2 separate regions of the Sus scrofa genome follow, and region 2 is linked to region 1. A link is a contact called in public promoter capture Hi-C data. All regions are on one chromosome and are shown on one strand. The core of a region is the stretch at or near the end of the contact, and the rest is flanking DNA. Distances in the headings are between cores, read along the strand shown.

Evidence for each region. Promoter capture Hi-C pulls out the DNA fragments that hold promoters and counts their contacts.
Region 2: a contact with region 1 is called in a promoter capture Hi-C map of liver, with 15 times the contacts expected there. The contact joins the promoter of TPR here to the promoter of TRMT1L in region 1. A contact is called at or near these places in 3 of 5 promoter capture datasets (fetal liver, fetal skeletal muscle and liver) and 2 of 2 datasets of contacts at active chromatin or transcription factors (alveolar macrophages and skeletal muscle).

What each region holds. Positions count from the first base shown.
Region 1 is chr9:126,344,195-126,350,444 of Sscrofa11.1, forward strand. It overlaps TRMT1L (TRMT1-like protein), which reads right to left and starts at 3,082. Exons shown (of 16, transcript XM_021102636.1): 1 at 2,620-3,082; 2 at 1,086-1,223. The coding sequence starts at 2,833. It overlaps SWT1 (transcriptional protein SWT1), which reads left to right and starts at 2,999. Exons shown (of 19, transcript XM_013979933.2): 1 at 2,999-3,130.
Region 2 is chr9:127,537,425-127,543,674 of Sscrofa11.1, forward strand. It overlaps TPR (nucleoprotein TPR), which reads right to left and starts at 2,969. Exons shown (of 52, transcript XM_013977898.2): 1 at 2,816-2,969; 2 at 2,166-2,471; 3 at 465-569. The coding sequence starts at 2,885. C9H1orf27 (protein odr-4 homolog) reads left to right here and starts at 3,024. Exons shown (of 18, transcript XR_002335971.1): 1 at 3,024-3,243; 2 at 4,091-4,195; 3 at 5,271-5,391.

The DNA of each region.
Region 1 (6,250 bases), core at 1,832-4,331:
TTCAGCATAGATTATTTTGTTCAAGAAGTTGGTAGTATAAAAAAGAATATGGGTGAATTGCAACTTGCCTTTTCTTTCTTTTTAAGGACAGAGAGACCTGAATATGTATAGCCCCAAGGAAAGGAAAATTTACAAAGTGGAATCATGAATACAGAATACTAGGAGGTGGTAAATGATAGGAAAAGATCCCCTATGGGATAAACTATAGGGCTCTCCAATATTCATTACATAATTAGGTTATACAATTTAAACTCTATTCTTGACACTGCTGTCTTCCTGCAGATTCACTCCCAGTTCCTTTGTTTCTCTTCTGCATTATTTGTGTCTTTTTTCGTCTGCCCTACAAATAAGCACTAACTAGACAATAGCTATGTCTTACTTATTTCTGTAATGGTTAAGTGCCTAGTGCACTTTCACACAGGAGGCAAGTTTTTAAATAATTTTTAAAAATTAGTCTTTTTGGATGCAGTAGCACATTGAATCAATAATTTTGGAATTCAAGTCAGCAGTATCAAGACATTCCTGCTAAAACTTACTAAAAGACAATTTTCTTACCTTATTCTAAAATGAGAAAAACAAAGAGCAACAAATGCTGTTGGTTAACTTCATTGGTTAATCAGGTATTGTTCAACTGACTTAGAAATTAAGGTAAAAAAATTTTTTTTTCCATTTAACCAAAAACCTTTAATTGCTAGGTCAGTCAGTAAGATTCAGGCAATGAATCCACGTGTACAAACCAACTTATTTAATTAATTTGAAATCATAAAAGCTTTTGGTTTCCAGAGTTCAAAGATCTGTGCATATAAAACAAGATATATAGAACTATATAATAACATGCTTATTTACTGAAATCATTCTAAATCTAGCACAAAATAAGGGAAACGGGCCTGGTTAAGCTAGGCAACTGAAAAATCCTATGGTCCACTACTGAAGAAAATGCTCAAAGATCTGCCTAAAGCTTCATGATTTGCCTATGTACATCTCTGCAATCACTTTCTAGTTCAAGATAGTAGATATTAGACAAACTGTACTTAAATCACACAACCTTTTCAAAACACTAATATTCCAGAAGTCAGCAGGCAAACCTTTTGTTAAATCAGATGAGTCCAAGATGCTAGGAGGTTCTTTTAAAACTTCTTTTTCCTCAATTTTCAATTCTGTTTCAGATATGCCATCTTCATCTTGCCTAGTTAAGACTGACTTCAAAGGACTAACTAGACCATCTAAAAATAATTGAAAAAATTTGATTAATATACGTGTTTAATGCATTTCAGATTTCTCGGTCATTATATATTTGTCTCAGTAATGCATATTCGGGTTTCTCAAACATCATACATTGAATTTTAAGTTACATACTGGTAAATTTTGGAGTATGAACAGAGTCCCAAACTATGTTTAACATGTTTTCGATGTTGGGGAGGTGGAGAAAGCATGCATTCCCTAAAGATGCTAAACCATTTCTGATTTACATAAATATTTGATCTAGAGGTGAGTTAGGGAGGATACTTTACTCAGGGGAGTGTACCTCCTTGCCCCCCATGTAGTTGTGGATGAAAAAACTGGCCTTACTTTGTACCTATTACCACCCTCTCTGTGATGAGGAGAAGCCTCCCTGAGGCTACTGATTGCGTCGTTTCTATGATCTGCCCTACTTCTAAATCTACTGTAACAACTTATATGTTGTTTTAAAATTGCAAAACAATTCCACTAGACCATAACCATCCAAATGTTTTATAAACGTTAATCTCACAACTGGCCTTGAAGTAGGAGAGACAAGAAATGCCTAAGATATTTCGTTATAATTCAGAAAGAGCATAAGGGTCAATTTCAGGACAAAAATTTTAAAAGAAAACTTGCTTAGATTTTACATTAAAAATGTTCAGAAGATTCTTAACAGTGAGTTACTCATCAATCTTTTAAATTCCTTTACGGTCCAATAAAGCACCACTTAGAAAACATGCACGCACATTCAGAAGCACAATAATATAGGCTGTTAATTTTCAACAGCGGACTTGCGAGGAAAAAACGAACTCAATAGGTATTTACGACTGAGGGAAGACATTTGTAATTTAGTCGATTCTTTCTTAAATCACTCATCAGCCTCAAATTCTTTTTGGAAGCAAACAGCTACAAAGAATGAAATAATGAGAAAAACCCATCTCTTGTCTATGTTGAGGCATAAAAGCTAATCAGCACCGGTTTATATATGTTGGCAGTCAGAGTCTGCTACAGTGAACAGGTTGCCTCGGTGACTATTTCATATTTTGAAGGACTTAGTGAACGGGGCTGCGAGGGAAACTACCCAATTAGGTGTAGTTTCTTATTTTTGTACCAGAAATAGGTCCCCTTTAATCAAGAAGCCCCCAATCTCATTACTTCCTTCTGTCCGTAGCACCCTTGGCCTCCGCATATGCTTCACTGTGAGGTCCCCGAGGTTTGCGGCGATGCCTTCCCCCATCCAGTGCCCGTTTTACCCGCTACAGGGTCCCTCCTTCCTTCCCCCATTTCTCTAAATTCGCCTTTTCTCATCAAAGCCACCCCAGTGAAGAAGGGCCTCCCGTACTCCCCAGCAAGGCGCACTTCTGCTGCAGCAGAAAGAGCTGGGCCTCCGGCACTTACTGCTTTCAGCCTCGTCAGGGGCAGAGGCTAGGGACGGGGACAGGGCCGGAGCCTGGGCCAGGGCAGGGGCTGGGACGGGAGCCGAGGCCGGCGCTGGAGCCGAGTCCGGTGCCGGGGCCGAGGCCGGAGCCGAATCCAGGGCCGGGGTCGGGACCTGGCCCTGGGCCCCCTCCACCTCCTCCTTCTCCTGGGGCAGCAGCTCCTCCTCCGCCATATTCTCCGTAGTTACCGCCTCCGTGCCAGGCCCGCCCCGGGACCAGGAGGGGCTCACGGCGGGGTGAGAGAACTGGCGTGAACGCCCAGAGGACGGATCCGAGGAGTGGGGCAGCAAAAGGGGAGGGCAGGATGCGGGCAACAGACAAAAGACGAAGAACCAGTGACCCAATCCTGTCAGCAGAAAAATAAAAAGCCAGAGCCGGCGATTCACGGTCCCGTCCGCTTCCTTTTCCCCGAGGCGTAACGACGTCAGCGCACACTGCGCAGGAGCGTGCTGGGGACGGCGTCCAATGAGGTAAGAAAGTGTTGTTTCCACGCTGCGTCTCCTTTCCAGCCGCCCACCCCCGAACCCAACCAGGACTGCACTACCCAGGGTGCACTGCGCCTCCGAGGTGGGGCGGAGCCGCGTTCCCAGTCCGGCGAGGACGTACGTGCAAAGCTAAACAAACGCCCGGAGAGTTCGAGCGGTAGCCTGCGTACGAGCGCAGAACTACATTTCCCACCGGGCATCGGGCTCGGGGTCCCTTCCCCTCGGGGTCCCTTCCCCTGGCCTGGGCGTCCCAAGTGGCCACCGCCGCCGCCGCCAGCGCCGGTAAGTTAAGGTAGGGAGCTGGGGGGCTCGTTGACGTTTCGCTGGGCGGACTCCCCGCCTGCCTCAGGTGCCCTAGTGGGCGGCCGACGGGACGGAGGGATTCCGGGGCCCCTCGAGTCTGGGCGGGGCCACTGTGGGCGGACCGGGGTTGAGCCTGCTTTCCGAAGGGTGTGGTTCTGGCCCGGCCCTGCCTTTGGGGGGCTCCCCCTTGCTGAGGAGTAGGCTTTGGTCAGTTCGTTCCCGAGCCTGTGGGTTTAGGAGGTTTACGAGCCGCCGACGAAGCTCACCTTTCACTCTGGTTGACTTGAAGTTGGAGGGTCTGCCCTTCGTTTCGCACCCTCATCTGACCCGCAGACTCTTTTCCTTTTATCTTTATTTTTGTTTTAACTTAGCTAGTCCCAGTATCAGCGCTGCGCTATGGTTGTAAAATTCCTGTGAATCGGGTATTGCGTTTTTGGGTGGGTGCCCTACCTTAGTTTAGGCTTTTAATGCCCAGAGCTCGTCAGTGTGTGGAGCTCGGGGCGCTTGACTAACGCGATTCAGATTCCACAAGGCAAATGCTCTAGCGTTCTCTGGTTCCCACACTTCTCTTCCCTTTACTCTCGGAGCCTGTGGGAGCTTAAGCCGCGCTCCTTCAAGACAGGGGTAGACGGGGAAAATCTGGATTTTCTGGCTGCTCTGCCAGGGATTTTCCGAATGTTAGTGGCAGCAAGGAAGGAAAGCGAAGCTGCTTTTAATTTCGGTGCAAGACTCGCACTTCCTGTTCGGTTCCTCGTTAATAAAACAGATACTTAATGCCAATTTCATGGGTCTGTTTATTTCCTACTTGTTTCAGTACCCAGGGGAGAGGAATTGTGATTATTTGGCAAACAGGAATTTGTCCCCCAGCGCCCCCCCCCCCGCAAAATTTGGAAGTTATGTGGAGGGGTCTTTCCCCCCCACCCCACAATCAGATTAGTGGAAACGTAGTTTATCCCCTCAAAGGTTTTGTGAATTCTAGTTCTAAAGCCCTCTTAGTGACCGCATACCCAACTTTGAGCTCGTATTCCTGAATGTATACTGCCTCACTGCTCTTCACACTTAATTGAAAATGAGATAATAACACATTATAACACAGATGTGAGTAGTGGTTAACTTTATTTATGCATCATTCTAGAATTGTTGGATTTGTTTATTTCTAAAAAAACTAGATGGATAATTGAAAGCTTGATCCAGTATGTCAGTCTCATCATTTAATACCAGCTGGAAATCAAAAGATGAAAAGAGTTGGATTTTAGCCTGTGCATTCTGTGGTCACTTTAATAAGAATTTCTAAGCATGGTCCCTGCTCTTAAGACATCTTATAGAAGGGGACTTGAAAGTTTGAAGCATTATATTAAGTGAGTGTATTATTCATCTATTGCTGCCTAAGTTATCTCAAAACTTAGTGGCTTAAAACAAGGAAAACATTTATTGTCCTACAGTTTCTATGGACCAGGAATTCAGAAACGGCTTTCTGGTTCTATCTGGTTCTGGGTTTCTCGGGAGGTTGCAGTAAGATACCTGCCAGAAACGCTGCTATGCGAAGGCGTGATTAGCACTGCAGGATCAGCTTCAAAGGTGGCTCACCTGCCTGCCAATTGATTCTTTTGGCAAGAAGCTTTTTTTTTTTTTTTTAATTTATTTATATTTTTGGCTTCACCTGTGGCATGTGGAAGTTCCCGGACCAGGGATCACACCGGCACCACAGCAGTGACAATGCTGAATCCCCAACTGCTAGGCCTCCAGGGAACTCCCTGGCAAGAAATCTTAGTTCTTCCTTGGTGGGCTTCTCATTGGATTACTTGAATGTCCTCAGGACATGGTGGCTGGCTTTTCCTAGAGTGAGCAATTCAAGACACAGAAAGACAGAAGCCATAATGTCTCATTTGACCAAGCCACATGCCGCCATATAGCAAAAATCTATTTGTTACACAGATCAGTTCTTTTTATTGTGACAGGCGACTACTACATAAGACTGTAATTACCAGGGCAGCAGAGATCATCAAGAGCCATTTTGGAGGCTGCCCAGCACAGAAAGTCTCCCTTCATTTAATTTATGTTTTGATTTCCATAAAACCAATGTAAATTTCACACTTATATAAATATATAAACATACAGGGATGTCATAAGTCCACTCTCTGCAGTGTTTTTTATTTTTTAGTTTGTCTTAAGAGTTCAAATTGTGTTTTTTTGTGTTCAGAGCAACTTCAGACCAACATGAATGGGTTTAAATTGTAAAAGGTAACATACCAGTTCTTTGCCTCTAAGCAATTTATGGCCTGGAAGTTACTGTTTTTCATTAAATCTTTTCTCCCCATGGAATGGAACGAAAGAGAAATAAGGATTATTAATCTAATATGGAAGCTCAACTGTGCATTCAATTATTGTCATAAATTCTCTTACAAAGCAACATTTCTGGGTAATTTAGACTCTTAAAAGTCTAGGTTGACTCATTAATTTTTATTGTTATTAGATTTTTGTTAGCTGTCAGCATTTTTCTTCTTTCCATATTCATCTAAGCATTCTAAAAGTTTGATATGCTATAACTTATGTTCTGTTATAGAACTTCACTTACTGTGATCATGGTTGACCAGGAGCAGCTGCAGTTGCTTAGTTTCTAGTCTTTGTTAGAGTGTCAATACATGTCACTACCAGCAATAAACTCTCCTTTGGGCTTTACTTCTGGACCCCTTTTATGTCTTCTTGCCCCAAGAAACCTGGTGATGTTCCCAGTCTCTGGTCTCTCATTCCACCCCAGGGTAGTTTTCACTATCTTGAGAGTGTTAATGACCATAGGGGATG
Region 2 (6,250 bases), core at 1,719-4,218, 1.2 Mb after region 1:
CTTGACTATTAAGCCCTATATATATTTTTATTTTTATCATTATCATTATTATTTTTTGTATTTTTAGGGCGGCACCTGTGGCATATGGAGGTTCCCAGGCTAGGGATTAAATCGGAGCTGTAGCTGCTGGCCTACACCACAGCCACAGCAATGCCAGATCCAAGCCGTGTCTGCGACCTACACCACAGCTCACAGCAGGGCAGGATCCTTAACCCACTGATAAATGCCAGGGCCCAAACCTACAACCTCATGGTTCCTAATTGGATTCGCTTCCACTGTGCCACAATGGGAACTCCAAGCCCTGTAGTCTTACAAAGCCCTTACCACTAAGTGAAAAATCATATTCCATAAATGAAAATAAGGACAATTAATATTTTCATGAACAGTGTTTCCAAAGCAAACAAAGAAGTATCTGAAGACCTCAATACGCCAAGGATAGTAGAAGGATATAAACAAATACTTACTAAGCTTCTCCAGCTCAAGCCGCAAGCTTTGGCATTCTCGGGTTTCATTCACAAGTCTCTCCTGACTGTGGGACAGCCTCTTCTCTATCTCAAAGTACTGCTGTTCTATAGATAACCAGAGAAAAAAATAAAATCAAACACACATGTGCACACACTTTCAATACTGCCACTTATTTTTAATAACCTTGATTTTAAATAATGAGTCATAGTTTCAGAACTAGAATTGGAGTAAAAAACAGAGTGAACAGAGAAAAGGACTTTAACATTTCCAACTGACTTATATTTACATGACATAAAAAAACAAGGCCTGAGGGGTTTTAAAAAATTATTTGTCTATCCCACAAGATTATGAACCACTTCAAGATATACAACATGCCTTTTTTTTTTTTTTTTTTGGTCTTTTTAGGGCCGCACCTGCGGCATATGGAGGGTCCTAGGCTAGGGGTCGAATCAGAGCTGAAGCCACCAGTCTACGCCACTGTCACAGCAACATCACATCAGAGCTGCATCTGTGACCTACACCACAGCTGAGGGCAACACCGGATCCTTAACCCACTGAGTGAGTCCAGGGATTGAACCTGCGTCCTCATAGATACTAGTCAGATTCATTTCCTCTGAGCCATGACGGGAACTCAAGGTATTTTCCCCACAATCATTAGTACAGTTTTTAGTGTACAGCAGACTAAAAAATATATATTTATTAAATGGAAAAAAAAATTACTTAGGTTAAAAACTACTTTGCTTTAAAAAGACTTGAATTAAAACAGCCAAATACCTGAGTGTATAAAATTACTAAATTTATGTAAAAATAAATATTACATTTCCAAAGGAAGTGACGGATAGTATACTGTTCAGCACAGTATCAGACACAAAGAAGACACTCAATGTTTATTGTGTGAATTAACAAATAGAATGCAGTGTACTACCTTCAATGCTGGGAGCCAGAGAATTAATTTCCATCATAAATTCTCCTTGATAATTACACTTAGATTTTTGAAGTGAAAATTTATCCAGAATTTTCAATCGACCTAGCAAAAGCCAGTTATCAACCTCCTCCAAAAAAACTGGTAAACCAAGACACACAACAAAAGTTTATCTTTTACTAACGGTAATTACTGTGTTCTTAATCTTTCTTCAACGATGTTCACACTACTATTGCAAGGAACTTTCTTATTTGAGAAACTACTACAGGTATTTATAAACAGGTCTTAATACATTTTCTATCAAACCCCAACTTTTAGAGAGAAGTTGGATATATTAAGCATTTACTGAACGGTCACTGTGTTTCCAGCGCTGTCTTATGCACGTACTCATTTTTGCGACCATCTAGGTCATCACGGGCCAGGGCGACACACACTCAGAAGAGGTGCAGGAAGTTATCAATTAGACAAAAGCTTTGAACGTAGATGACTAGAAAACAGAGCGGAATTTACTGTGATTGTACTTGCGACCTACAGACACAATTTCCGTTTACTGGACAACGTTAGGTGTCCCTAAATGAAACCGACTTAATTACAAAGAAAACGGAACCCAATGTGGATTGAAATTTTAAAAACAAACAAACTGTGAGAGGAGCAGCTAAGGGCCTGGGGTGCTCCTGGAGCCGAGGAAGCGATCGAGTGAAGCCGCAGGCAGTGCGAGCTTGCAAGGGGAGACCAGCCATCGCCGTGGAAATAAGGGCGGGAAGAGCGTCGCACTTACCGCTCTCCACCTTAAATTTCTCATGCCGCCCCTTCAGCCCATCGATCTCGGATTGCTGGTCAGCAAGGAACTTTTCAAGTTTGTTCTGGACGGACTTAGGCAGCTTGTTCAGTTCTGCGCGCTCCAGGACTTGCTGCAACACCGCCGCCATGTCGAACGGGCCAGGGACCGCGGCGCCAGGGGCCGACGGAGCAGAAACGATGAACGAGGAAGACCAAGAGGACCCAGAAGCCTGGGCGGCCGCCTCTGCCGCCTCGCTCGGAGGCTCGCGCGCGCCCGCCCGCCGGAGACTCCCGCGGCGGGACCCTGGGAAACCGAGTCCTGCGTTAGCGGCGGCACCAAAAGCGCCACAGCGCCCGCGCCCGCCGCCGGAAGCGGTGCACCCTGGGAATCCGGGTTCAGAGGCAGCCTCTGACCCCGTCCTGCCTTCCTCTTTCCGGCTCTCTTCTCCACCCACGTCGCGCCTCGCTGGCCTCTGGGAAGAGTAGTTTTTTTGATTCCTTCTTGTGCCCAATTCCGCCCCACCCCGTCCTTCTTCTTTCTCCCCGCCCCCCGACTTTCCTCGCCTGCCGCGTGACCACTTGTCCGCTAGGTGGCGCCACACAGTACTCATCATTCACGTTCCTCCCCGAAGAGCAGGGCTACCTTACCGTCAAAGCTCCGGGATGACATGGGTCGTCCTCTTTGGCGGCTTCTAGACACTGAGCCACTAGAGGGCATCGGTCCTGGCAGGGCCTGACGGCAGGCCCCGGGCTACCGCCACGCTCTCAATGGCTCCCGGAAGGGGGCGGGGTGGCAACCGCAGTCGCTTTGGCTGAGGCGCTGCGGTGAAAGGAGGGGGCCAGTTGCGTCATCAATATGCGTCACCTGACTCGAGAGACCCCCCTCCCCACCCCGGCTTTGGAGTGGGAAGTGAGGTGCGGGAAGTCCGTCGCTTTCTGATGAATTCATTGGCTGTGGAATTGGGACCGGGCTGGAATCTGGTCCCTGGGGGCTGGTACTTGCACTTTAAACCCCCTTCTCTGGGGGCTGATAGTTTGACGGATTTGTCTGTCGCACGTGCACATTCTGAGCACAGGTGAGTCAGCCTGAGAGAGAGAGAGAAGAGAGTGTGTGTGTGTGTGTGTGTGTGTGTGTGTACGTGTACGCGCGCGCTCGAGCCCTCGGGCGCAGAGCGCTGCCTTTTCCAGGAGGAAGGAAAGGGACGGAGGGTGGTAAACATATGGATGGACGCTCTTGTACAACAGTCAAATCCAGTTGTGACAGACCTAATTTTTTTTGACAGACCTGCTTTTCTTTTTGTGTATGTGCAGCGGGGTGGGTAACAGTGATTCAACAGAAATTTAAGGAGCTCGATTCATTTTCCAGAAAGAGATTTTAAAGAAACCAACAGGAGTTTAAGTGTACTTTTAATTTTTATGTTACAACTTAAGGTTGCAGAAAATGTTGCCTTGTGTTTATATTTTTAAAGTGGAAAAAATGTGTGGAACAGAAGTTTTTAAACACATTCTTAAAAAAGCCCACTTCTCACCCTGCCAAGAACAGCTTGTTTCCAGATTGTAGTTTTGTGACTTCTAAGCCAAATCCGTAGATTGTTTCATGCTTGATTACTCTTCTGAAAGAATTTGTGAAATTATTTTTTGAAAATAAAGCATTCCTAATATGTCATCCTCCCTACTATCCCCACGACCTTTGAGAACAGTAGGGAGGTTAAGGTTGATTTTTGTCCCCCCAAAATATTTTTTATAAACACTTTAATTAAGGTTGCAGGTATGTGCACTTCTTTATTATGTTCTAGGCCCACAATATTATCATGTTATTGACTTACTACCTGGAAAATGCAGATGTTCTGTACTTGGACTCACAGAATCCTAAAATTAGATAAATTTTCAGATGAGCTGTGGTTTAAATTCTTTATTTTGTAGACTAGGAATCCAGAATCTAAGAAAGTAGATTTGTTTCAAATCATCGTTTGGACAACTTGCAAGCTTCTGATACAAAGCATTTCAGGAAAAATTGAACTGCATACGGTAAGATTTACATTTTTTGTAGTGGAGTGTATTATTTTAAAGGTATTCCTTTTTTTCTTTTTTCCACTTGTGGCATGTGGAAATTCTGGGTAAGGAATTGAACCTGCATCACAGTAATAACTAGAGCCACAGTAGTGGCAGCACTATATTTTTAACCCACGCAGCCATTAGGAACTCCTAAGGGTATTTTTAAATACTGTGGATTTAAGAATGAATAGAAATCTAAATTAGAAATTGATTCTAGAGCCAGACTGCCCAGAATTTAAATCCTACCTTTTCCACTTAGCAACTTTGTTACTTGGGCAATTGACGTTACCTTTTTGTGCCTCAGTTTCTTCATGTGTAAATCAAGGGTGTATATATAGCTCCTACCTCATGGGGTTTTTTTTTGTGTGTGAATTTAAATGTAACTGCATGTAAAGTACCTAGAACAATACCTTATACAAAGTGGAAGCTCTACAAATGTTTGTTATTGTGGCATTGCTGTTTGTCTGTTTCCATAATTACAGCTGTACCATGAGTTAGTCAAGGGCAGACCTAAGTATTATTCACATTATCCCACTTGGCACAATTCCTAGCGCTTAGTAGTTCTTCATAGTATGCCTACTGAATGCATGAACTTGATTCTCCCACAGAGCAACTCAGAAATTAGCATCTTTTCTATTTTATAAATGAGCAGTGAGGCTTAACAGGTTATCAAATGTAATGCACCTAAGGTGTAGTAGATCTAAATGAGAAATCAGGGGTGTTGACTACTAGTTTAGCGTTCTCTTCTTTATCCAGGGTATGGGAATAGGTTTTATCACGCATGTCATCGTGACTTACTGTTAGTCATTTCCTGCAACATTCGTTGAGAATTCTGGAGCTACATTTGAACTTTGCAAGAAAGTATACCCTATTGACTGAGTAATCACTGCAAGGTATGGGATAGTATCAGGGTAGAACAACTGCTCTCTGTATACTACTCCTATGAGAAAACGTTGTAAATTATATTTTTTCCCTAAAAGTGCTGTATATGTGTGTGTGTATGTATGTGTGTATATATATGTATACTTTTTTTTTTTTTATAATTTAGCAGGTTGAATTAGTTCTTAATAATGGGAAGAACATACATTGTAGAAGAGACTGTTGGCCAGTATCTTTCAAACCTCAATCTTCAAGGGAAGACTTTTGTCTCTGGTCTTTTAATAGGGCAGGTATGTATCCTTTCCTGTGCATTTATTGATAAATTATCTGCTTATTTAAAATTAAGATATGCTGTTTAACAGTAAACTCAAGTTAGGGGATGGAGGGATGGAATAAGGAGTAAGAATGTAGCCCAGATTTGCCCAAGTCAGAACATACTTTCTTTTGACAATGTAAAAGTAACTTAAAATGTAGCAGCTCCAGGGGTTGCCATCTTGGTTTGGCAGTTAACGAACCCGACTAGTATCCATGAGGATGCGGGTTTGTTCCCTGACCTTGCTCAGTGGGTTAAGGATCCAGCATTGCTGTGAGCTGTGGTGTAGGTCACAGACATAGCTCGGATCCTGCATTGTGGCTGTGGTGTAGGCTGGCAGCTACAGCTCTGATCTGACCCCTAGTCTGGGAACCTCCGTGTGCCAGGGTGTGGCCCTAAAAGAAGACAAAAGAAAATTTAGCAACTCCAAAATTAGAATTTTACTGACCAGATTATTCATATTGTATTGTCTTTCCGACGTGACTTTTACTCCCTTCTAATCTTAATTCCCATTTGTCCTATTTACAAAAGTAGCTTTTGACATTTTTATTCCTATTTCTGGTTTGTCTTATCCCAGACTTATAGCAAATGGAAGTCATGTATTTTGTTACGTACTATAGTACCCATTTATTGAATTTTTTAAAAATGTTGATTCAGTAGAGGAGAGGGGAAAGGGATTGAGAGAAATTTGGAAATCAGACCAATTTTATTTCCCTCTTCGAGTTAAACCTTAAAAATCAATACAAAATGGAATAGACATTTCGAACAGTTAGTTTAAAAAGCATAAACACTCACTGATTTAATTGAAAGAAGAACATGTTAATCAGCAGGGAGAA